Linked DNA regions of Mus musculus: region 1 is linked to region 2. A link is a contact called in public HiChIP or PLAC-seq data. All regions are on one chromosome and are shown on one strand. Each heading gives the region's core, a stretch centred on a gene start, on an enhancer-like site or on the middle of the called end of the contact. The rest is flanking DNA. Distances are from core to core; before and after follow the strand shown.

What was found. HiChIP or PLAC-seq counts read pairs in DNA pulled down with a chosen protein or histone mark.
Region 1: a contact with region 2 is called in an H3K4me3 HiChIP or PLAC-seq map of bone marrow-derived macrophages, with 2.6 times the contacts expected there. The contact joins the enhancer-like site here to the promoter of Map3k7 in region 2. A contact is called at or near these places in 1 of 39 promoter capture datasets (pre-B cells), 1 of 15 datasets of contacts at CTCF or cohesin (CD8 T cells), 4 of 484 Hi-C or Micro-C datasets (the MC38 cell line, embryonic stem cells, nephron progenitors and 1 more), 7 of 115 datasets of contacts at active chromatin or transcription factors (the SCID.adh cell line, bone marrow-derived macrophages, embryonic stem cells and 2 more) and 3 of 9 other capture datasets (adipose tissue, liver and pancreatic islet).

Annotation. Positions count from the first base shown.
Region 1 is chr4:32,009,567-32,014,094 of GRCm38.p6, forward strand. It overlaps Map3k7 (mitogen-activated protein kinase kinase kinase 7), which reads left to right. Exons shown (of 16, transcript NM_172688.3): 13 at 750-855. Among named protein-coding and RNA genes, the nearest start is that of Map3k7, 48 kb to the left of the region's middle. Within about 2 kb of position 1,450, at least 41 of the 459 cell types and tissues checked have an H3K27ac peak or open chromatin away from gene starts, as enhancers often do. A contact at or near this core is called in adipose tissue, bone marrow-derived macrophages and microglia, where this site is marked.
Region 2 is chr4:31,961,522-31,966,067 of GRCm38.p6, forward strand. It overlaps Map3k7 (mitogen-activated protein kinase kinase kinase 7), which reads left to right and starts at 2,586. Exons shown (of 16, transcript NM_172688.3): 1 at 2,586-2,861. The coding sequence starts at 2,742.

The DNA of each region.
Region 1 (4,528 bases), core at 200-2,699, 47 kb after region 2:
ATCTTGTGAGCACTGGAAGTTTCAGGTTTCAAAGCATTTCTAATTTCAGATCTGTTGACTTAGGGACACTTCACCTGTAGCTGCCATTTCCCTCGGGAGGCCACTTCTATTTTTTGCTTGTCTGTTTTCTGGAATTTGACCATATCTGACCATGTGAAACATGGGACATGCGTCTGTCTCATTTCTCATACTGTCGCTCAGTTCTGTCTTCCTTCATTTCGTGTCCCTGTACAAGGGACTTTCATGTTCCTCCTGCTTCTGCCTCCAAGTGCTGATCACAGCTGTCTGCCACCATGCTGGGCTTGCCAACTGCTTTTATTGGAAGGTTTTTCATTTTTTGCTAGTTTTCTCTTTCCCACAGAACAAAGCATTCCCGAGCCTTGGCTTTGAGCGGGGATTAAGCAGGCCTTCTCATCCTACAGAGAATTGGTGGCTCTGTTACTAGTTCCTCAACATAACAGACGATCCAGGGTTGTAAAGTCTTAGCATTGGCAGCTTAAGGGCTACCCGTCCGCTTTTGTTTTGTGGGCTTTATTTCTCTGTAAGTTTTGAAGAGATGCTATGTATGAATGCATAGTGAATTTGATATACACTGACTATATACTTAGAATGCTGCTTTCAAGAGTCTTAGGCATCTACTAGTAAAAATTGAAAATGTTTGCCTCTTATTGGATGTGAAGATGTGTCTTGTAATTCTTTTTTAAAAAAAGAAAAAAGTGACAGCTTTTCCTCCTACCGTTTCTTCACAGGTGAGCAGCCGGTCATCCAGCCCTAGTGTCAGAATGATCACTACCTCAGGACCAACCTCAGAGAAGCCAGCTCGCAGTCACCCGTGGACCCCTGATGATTCCACAGGTGACCAGTCTAGTTCCTTGTAATACAAAATGGATTGACTTGAGGCATTAATCTTTACAAAGACAAGCATGATGTCATTATTTAGATCTTCATGTTTATAAAATCAACCACTTGGCAGTAGCTTTCGAAATGCCCTTGGAGTGTTATGGCAGAGACTAAGTGCTTTACCCTGTGTGTGTTTTTCCCTCCCACATACTAAACACGTATATTAAAAATAGTCAGATTTTTCCAGTTGGAAGCATGTGTTCTTGTACTTCACTCTGTGATTTTTGTATCATGATTGTTCCTGTTGGACCTTTTCAGTAACTACAATTCCCATATCGCTAACAATGACCACCAGCATCTTTACTTGACTTTCTACTTTTTATTAATAATGTTTTATACGTGAATACAGTATATTTAGACCATCTCGAACCCTACTCCAACTCCTCCCAAATATGTCTCAGATCTGCGTTTAGTCTCCATTGTGTGTATTCCTGATACATGACTGTGTCGTGAAAGGACATTTTCACAAAAGTATCTCATGCATAATGAACATACCCCGTACCACTCTTTTCACCCACCCTCCTTCCTTTAGTCCTCATTGTTCCTCTTAGACAGTTTCACTTCTACTTTGATGTCTTACACAAACGTGATTCTATGTATCTGTAAAGTTAAAGAACCACAAAGGAGTGAAAACAAATACTTTTCTAAGACCAGTTTAACTTGTTTCCAGTTGCATCCATTTTCCTACAAAGGACACACTGGAAACTCTATTGTGTATACCTGTGGCATGTTCTTTATCCTCTGTTGTTGGCCATCCCAGTGAGTTCTGTAGCTCAGCTGTTATGTATAGCGCTGCAGTAAACATGGATGTGGAAGTACTGCTGTGATGCGCTTGTCGAACAGAAGTCCTTTGGGTAAACATCCAGGGGCCTATTTTAGTGTTTTTAATGTTTTGAGGATCTTCTGTAGTGATTTCACAATGGCTGACAAGTTTACATTTCTGCCAGCAGTGTACATAAGGGTACTCTTCTGGCAGCTGAAGTGAGATTACAGCAAAGTTCCAATTTGCATTTTTCCCCAGTGGCTAGTGAGGTTGAGCAATTTCCATGTTTTCCTCATAAGAGTATCTTTTATTCTTCCACAGTTTCATGCATGTATACAATATATCTTGAACATCCCCAACATGATTATCCTACTCCTTTTGGATCCATTCCCCAATGCCCCTTCCTCCTTTGTCTTCTTTTTGTGACCCACTGAATCCAGTTACTGTTCCCCAAAACCCTAGGGTTTGGATCAGCCACCACGCTTGGGCAACCTAGCAGCAGCCACACCCCTCCAAGGAAAATGCTTGTAACTCCCCTTCCTCCAGCAGCTATCACTTGCTCAGCTAAGGGTGGGGCCTCATGAGCCTCTTCGCCTTCTATGCTGGTTTATTGATTGGCTGATCTTGTGTGGGTAGCCACAGCTGCAATGGATTGATGAGTGGAATACCTAGACCCTGTCCATCAGCCAGCATTTCACCGCCTCCTGAGATCCTCTGGTTCTTGGATTCTTTTCTCCTCTTCTGTGATATTCCCTGAGCCTTCTTAGGTTGTTGATACAGCTGTCCCACTTAGGACTGAGCACTCACAGTTACTGATCCTTAACACTTTAACCTCTCTCTCCCTCCCTCCCTCCCTCCCTGAGTTAAATACTACAACTTCAAAAAGAATCTTCTCTAGCCAGGGTTGAAAGCCACTCTAATCCATAGGAATAAATATCACTATTTAGAAGCAGGTTGATAACATGTTAATATAGCAAGATAACATTAGACTCCTCTCTAGGACCTAGGACCTAATCAGGGCTGGTTTTGACCAGGCCATTTCTCTTGTGTTTATTAGCCACTTGTATTACATCTTTTGAGAACTGTCTAATCATTAGTCTGCGTACTGATTTGATTGGCTGCTTGCTTTCTTCAGGGTTTTATTTTTGTTCTTTTATTTTTATTATAAATATACATACACAGCCATGAAAGACTTTTCCCCCCACTCTATAGACTGTATTTAACTTGTTAGTGGTTGGTTGGTTGGTTGGTTGGTTGGTTGGTTGGTTGGTTGGTTGGTTTGTAGGAGGAGCAGGATCTCACAGTGTGTATATTACTTCTGGCCTCAAAACTTACTATGGTAGACCCTGTGGGCTTCAAAGTCACAGCTAATCGCCTGTCTCTGCTCACACGTGCTGGGATAAAGGCCAGCACGCCCAGCTTAGCTGTTCTTTTGCTGTGAAGAAGCTTTGGAAGTTGATGAGATCCCTTTTGTCAGCTGTTAGAGTTATTTCCTGAGTGTCAGCCTCTGGTTTTTAAAACACAGAATATGTGTCCAAGTGAGAAATCTATTTGGCAACTTTTCATACCTCATGAGAGACTTTATTTCAAATGCATAGACATTTGAAATCCTTTTAGTTTATTAAAACTCCAGTGTAAATAGCTCAGTTTATCATAATGGCGGATTAAAAATACCTGTGCAAAGGGAGGGATAGTTTTCTCATGAGAGCACAGTACTGTGATGTCTTAGCACACACGCAAGCACTGTATCTAAGGAAGATCTTGTTCTGTGTTTTAGTACAACAGAAGGGAAGGAAGGTGGTCTCATAGACCTTGGAAAATGAAGTTGTTTGAAATTAAGCAGGTTGTTGTGCCACACCCCTTTAATCCCAGCACTCAGGAGGCAGAGGCAGGCGGATCTCTATGACATCAAGAGCAGACTGGTCTACAAAGAGAGTTCTAGGGTAGCCAAGGCTACACAAAGAAACCTGTGTCAAAAACAAAAAGAAAGAAAAAAGTACCAATTAAACTGAAATTTTGAAGTTAGTTTACTGTCTTCACAAACTATGTTTTCAGTATTTATAGATACCTGGTATGGCCTAGTCAGGTTTATAGTTTCATTTTAAAAATTAAATGAGCAGCTTTTCCCTGTGTCATATAATTTAGAACTATGTTTAGCAAGGGGTGTGTACTGTCTACTTTGGGTAAGTTAAACACTTATAGTAGCAAAACCTCACCAAGATTCCTGTCCAGTGGTGCATAGTGAAGTGCTCTAGCCATTGGGGTGACACCAGCTGCTGCTGTTGTTGTTGGGCTGTTGTTCTTGATGATGATGATGACCACAACCCCCCCCCCCAAACTAAGGGACTATTCTCCCTTGCATTGCCTTAGAGGGTTTCCTAATTTCAGCCTAGATTCGTACATGGGAATCAACAGTGTGGCACAGGAGAAAATCAGATCTCTTTAGATGTCTGCTATCCACTGTTTTCTACGCATGCAAACCCAGATATCCTGCTCCTTGACCCGAGTGGTACGGCAGCCTATCAATCACTAAGTGTTTTACCTGGGCCCAGGCTGCAGTGCCCGCTAAATTTTGTCTTTGCATTGAAATAATTGCAGCTCTGTCACTACATAGGATAGGTTATAGAGAACAGATGAGGAAAGCCGCCTTCTTCTCATAGACCCAGGAAATAACCGGAAGTGTAAACATAAGATAAAATAGCATAACTATTAAATTGTTCTGTATTCTTCCAGAGAAAATCTAAAGAATATAACTTAAAATCTTAACAGATAAATACTCTCCTGTTTCAGTTTACACTGTTATGGTTGTAAAGTGAGGCAAATACTCCCCCAGGGCCTAGAAACAGCAATATCTTGACACAACTT
Region 2 (4,546 bases), core at 1,336-3,835:
TTTATCAGTCACTCATCTAAATTTTTTCATAATCCATTGAGGTTAGTATTAGGGAGACATTAAAGTTGAGAGTTTAATTTATTCAAGAGATTATAGCAGAATTGGAACAGGAAATTATAACAGAATTCTAAAACCTGTGCTTTTAAAAGACATACATCCTAACAGCAATTAGTTGGCACATTTTTTTAAAAGCTCAGGCAAACTAAAAATATCCCAGGGAAAGTAATTTGATTGAAAATCGGGAAAGTTTTTGCCCAACAATATCCTAACTTTAGATTTAAGTATATGATGTTCATCTCAGTAATATTTATTACTAGATAAGAGAAACAGCAGATAAATGAATAATACCCTCTCAAATATGCCTTGTCAATTCCCAGATTCTCAGTTCCAAAGGCCTAAGTTTCTTTGTCTCAAAATTATAAACCAGATCAGAGTCTCACCAGAAACTTCATCACCTGTGAAATAGGAGATTCAAATACCTTTTTTTTTTTTTTTTTTTTTTTTTTTGGTTTTTCAAGACAGGGTTTCTCTGTATAGCCCTGGCTGTCCTGGAACTCACTCTGTAGACCAGGCTGGCCTCAAACTCAGAAATACACCTGTCTCTGCCTCCTAAGTGCTAGGATTAAAGGCCACCACTGCCCTCGAGATTCAAATATCTTAATCCTGAATCCCAACCCATTCCCACCCAGCCAACCCAGAAAGTTTCATCCCAGGCATTCATAAGCCTCATGGTGAATTACCACTCTGATATGTGAGCTTAGGCATTTAGATTGCATCTTTTGATAGATACAGGTGCCCAACAGGTCCAAAACTCGGTAAAAATTTAGTATTCAGAATACATCAGAAATCATTGTCATAACAGTGATGCTGAAAGCCAAGACCCTGGGTAAAACTGCCTAGAAAGTGAGTGCAGCAGGAAGAAACTATTGTTTGTCACTGTGACTATGACTTACAAAATGAGAATGGTAGCTCACAGTAGCTTCCTGTCAAATACAATGATCTACTTGCAAACATGTTCAATTTACTCTTTTTTTTTTACATTATCCTAGATTGTTGTTCTATGAGAAAGCTCCCGTGTAGTGAAATTGGGATCCCTCTCTCTCCCCTCCTTTCAGCCTGTTAGGAAGCGCAGGACTTGACATTCTCAAGAGCGCATCCTTGGTCACTAATTTTAACTCCAATGGTTCCACTGGTTTCCAGTCAAATCAACTAAAACTCAGCACCTAGCTTAAATTTAAAATCGTGTTGGTCATACAACATGGGCAATACCTTCCATCTTGGGGTTCTCTGACCTAACTTGTGACACTCAAACTTGAATTGCCATGCTACTGCTGAGTATTTAGTAAGCATACAGCACTAGCATTAAAGGCAGGAAAGGAAAAGCTATGAGACCATAAATAGGGAAAGGTGCCCCTTATTCGAAGTTGAAACTCCTCATCGGGTTAAAAATAAATAAATAAATAATCTCAGTACAACCAACATTTGCTATGAAGACTGCCGACACAAAGGCAACATTCCTTCCTATAAAGGTATCTTAGGTTAAACTAGCAGTGGATCTTTGCCTAAGGTTCAAGCCTGTGCCCTTCGTCCTTTCCTAGACATTAGACTATTAACTTTGTTTCCAATTAAGTTATCTTAACTCTAGTAACCCCGGAATATGGGGCTTTACCGTAGCAATCCTAATCTTGTTGGGTAGTCTTCAGGAACCACCCTATGATCTCCCTTAAACTCAACAATCCTTCAGAGACATTAGTCCTTCAAAGACAATGTCCTCAAAGGTCGCCAAAATGCTGTACATAAACATTAAGGACAATGAAGCGTGACTCTCCTTATAGCTCTGAGGCATAGTGGCTCCTCTTAAAATCCGTCGTCTTGGTGTGTCCACGGATTCTCAAACCAAACCCTCGGGGCTGTTGTGGACGACAGCCTCGGGAAGGTGACAAAGCGAAGCCATCTGAACTGCCTTAGGAAGTGTGTAAAACGCCACTGGTGTCTCTCTACGATGCTAACTTCCATTAGTGAGCGCTCACGCGTCACGGTGCTCCCCCCGATGGCGCGCGCTAACCGCTGCTCCCGAACCCCCTCGCCAGCTCGGGGTTCCGCTTAAAAAAGTAACGGGCTCACGGCTGAAAACCCGACATGAAGAGGTGCCCAATGAGCACAAGACAAACCCTAGGCTGCCTGACCGCAGACCGCCCAGCACAGAGCAGGGGAAGGCACGACGCGGCTCAAAAGAAACAGGCAGAAAGCGACGGAGTTCATCTTTCCCGCTGGATCCCGCAGGACCAACCGGTCCGCCTTCGGGCTCGCTCCGCGCCAGTTCCGATCGCGCACATTTACTACGTCACGGCGTCCAGTCTCGCGGTATCCTCCTGCCGCCGAGGCCCTTTCGCAAAAGTCTCGCGAAACCTGTTCCTCGGGCCCACGGCTCCGCGCTCGCCCTCCTCCACTCCGCCCCTACCCCGGCTTCTCCCTCACTCGCTCCCCGGGTCAGGAAATTCCCCGCTCGGGTCCGGCAGGCGCGCCTCCTCCCTCCCAGTTCCGAGTTCAAACCGGAACTGGAAGTGTGGTGGGCGGGGCCCGGCGACGGAAAGCGCTGAGGAGCCGAAGCCGGGACTCGGCGGTGGCCCGGGTCGGTCCCGCGCCACGGAGCGCCGGGCGGCGGGGCTGCGGGGCTCCGGGCTGAAGGGCGCTGCGCGAGCCGGAGGGCGGGCGCGGCCCCCCGGGCGCCGCGGGGGATCATGTCGACAGCCTCCGCCGCCTCGTCCTCCTCCTCGTCTTCTGCCAGTGAGATGATCGAAGCGCCGTCGCAGGTCCTGAACTTCGAAGAGATCGACTACAAGGAGATCGAGGTGGAAGAGGTGAGCGAGGCCGAGACCTGCTGCCCCGCGCCGCCTGGGATCCCGGGCGGGAGGCGGCTTCCCCATGGGCTTCGGGGGTTGAGTCTGAATCTGTGATTCTCTACCTGATTCTTATGTGGTCGGCAGTTCAATTATCCGTAAATAGATTGAGCAAAGTTTGGTGGCCGCGGGATTTCAGCTCGCTGGTAGTGGTGTTAGAGTCCAGGATAGTGTGTGTGTGTGTGTCTGTCTGTCTGTCTGTATGTCTGTCTTGTCTGTCTGTGTGACTTCTAGCGCAGTGTGTGACACGAAAGGATGCTTGGGACAGGCTGGTAAAGAGAACGTCGAACGTCTCACGGTGCTTCCCCTGGTCCCGGATTCTTCTTTCTCTGATACCGTAGGTAGTTCTACCTTCTATTGGGCTCTGTAGATGAATTTCAATCTCTAGTAACGTTAAGTCTGTTATGAAAACATGTTTCAAGTAGCATAGTCTGAAGAGGCAAGTAGTGATTATGGTGACAGTCAGAATATTACGCTACACCAGAAATCGCTGTTAGAAAAACCGAATAAATTCAATGTTCAGGTGGAAGAGTGTCTTCACTTCATCGCCTATTTTCAGATTCACAGTGGGGCCAGTGACTTCTAAGAGTCTTAATATTTACTGAAGAGGAAAAAATCTGTACATATATTCAAAATGCCGTTTAGAACTCGTTGAAGCTTTGGTTAGAAACGCGTTCACGCAGTTTCTATGAGTTTAACCGTTTTTTAAGAGCACTGTGCATTTTCTGTGCCTTAATGTGTGGGTTTTTTATAGCTAGACTGAGTTGTCTTTTCTTCATTTTTAAAGTATTATAGTAAGGAGTTAAAAGATGCAAGCAAATTAACAATCAATAAATACATCTTTACCTTAGAGGACTACTAAGTCATATCTTTGTATCACAAAAACTAACCAGAGATGAGTGTGTTCATTGAGAGCATGATTATCTTAGAAAAAGTGTGCTGGATAGGGGAAGGTTTGAGACAGAGGAAGACGCTTCAGAGATAGACAGAGCACTGTGGGACTTGGTTTCCTACTGCTTTCTGTGTGTTCGTTTCCTTAACTGTAAGATGGGAGTGATTGCTACTTTATCAGTGTGACAAATCCAGTTAAGCAGTGTGTGCAGAAAATCCAATATAGTGCCTGACATATTGTTAGGAAGCAAAGTTCCAGACAGGAAGGGTGACCTGCTTTAAGGTCATATGCTAAAAGAAGGCCTGTTTTTGAAGAGGAAAACATTTTATATGTCCCCCCCACCCCCATTGAAGCTAAGATAAATTCCTTTTTTCAGAAGCGGGTAGTTGGTCCAGCTTTCATGGATAACATTCTTTTTTAAGACTAAAACTTCAGTGAGTCAGTATACAAGAATCGCAGCTTTTAAATAAGCATTTACGTGTACTCTCATGAATTGCTGTCCTTGTAGACTACAAATTGTTATATAATAATAACTTGTACTTCATGGTCTACCACATATTTCCACGAGCTTACTTTGTTTGATTTTTGCAGCCTTAGTTTTTTGCACACAACTTTTTAAAGCTTTCACATTCTTGCCTCATTGGGGCCTGCAAGTTGCTAAGGGAGACAATAATCAATTTGAAGCCCTCAATCCAAAGCTGGTACATTTTTGAAATTTGTTTCGTCTTAGAACCTAGTTTATTTTTATAGTCCC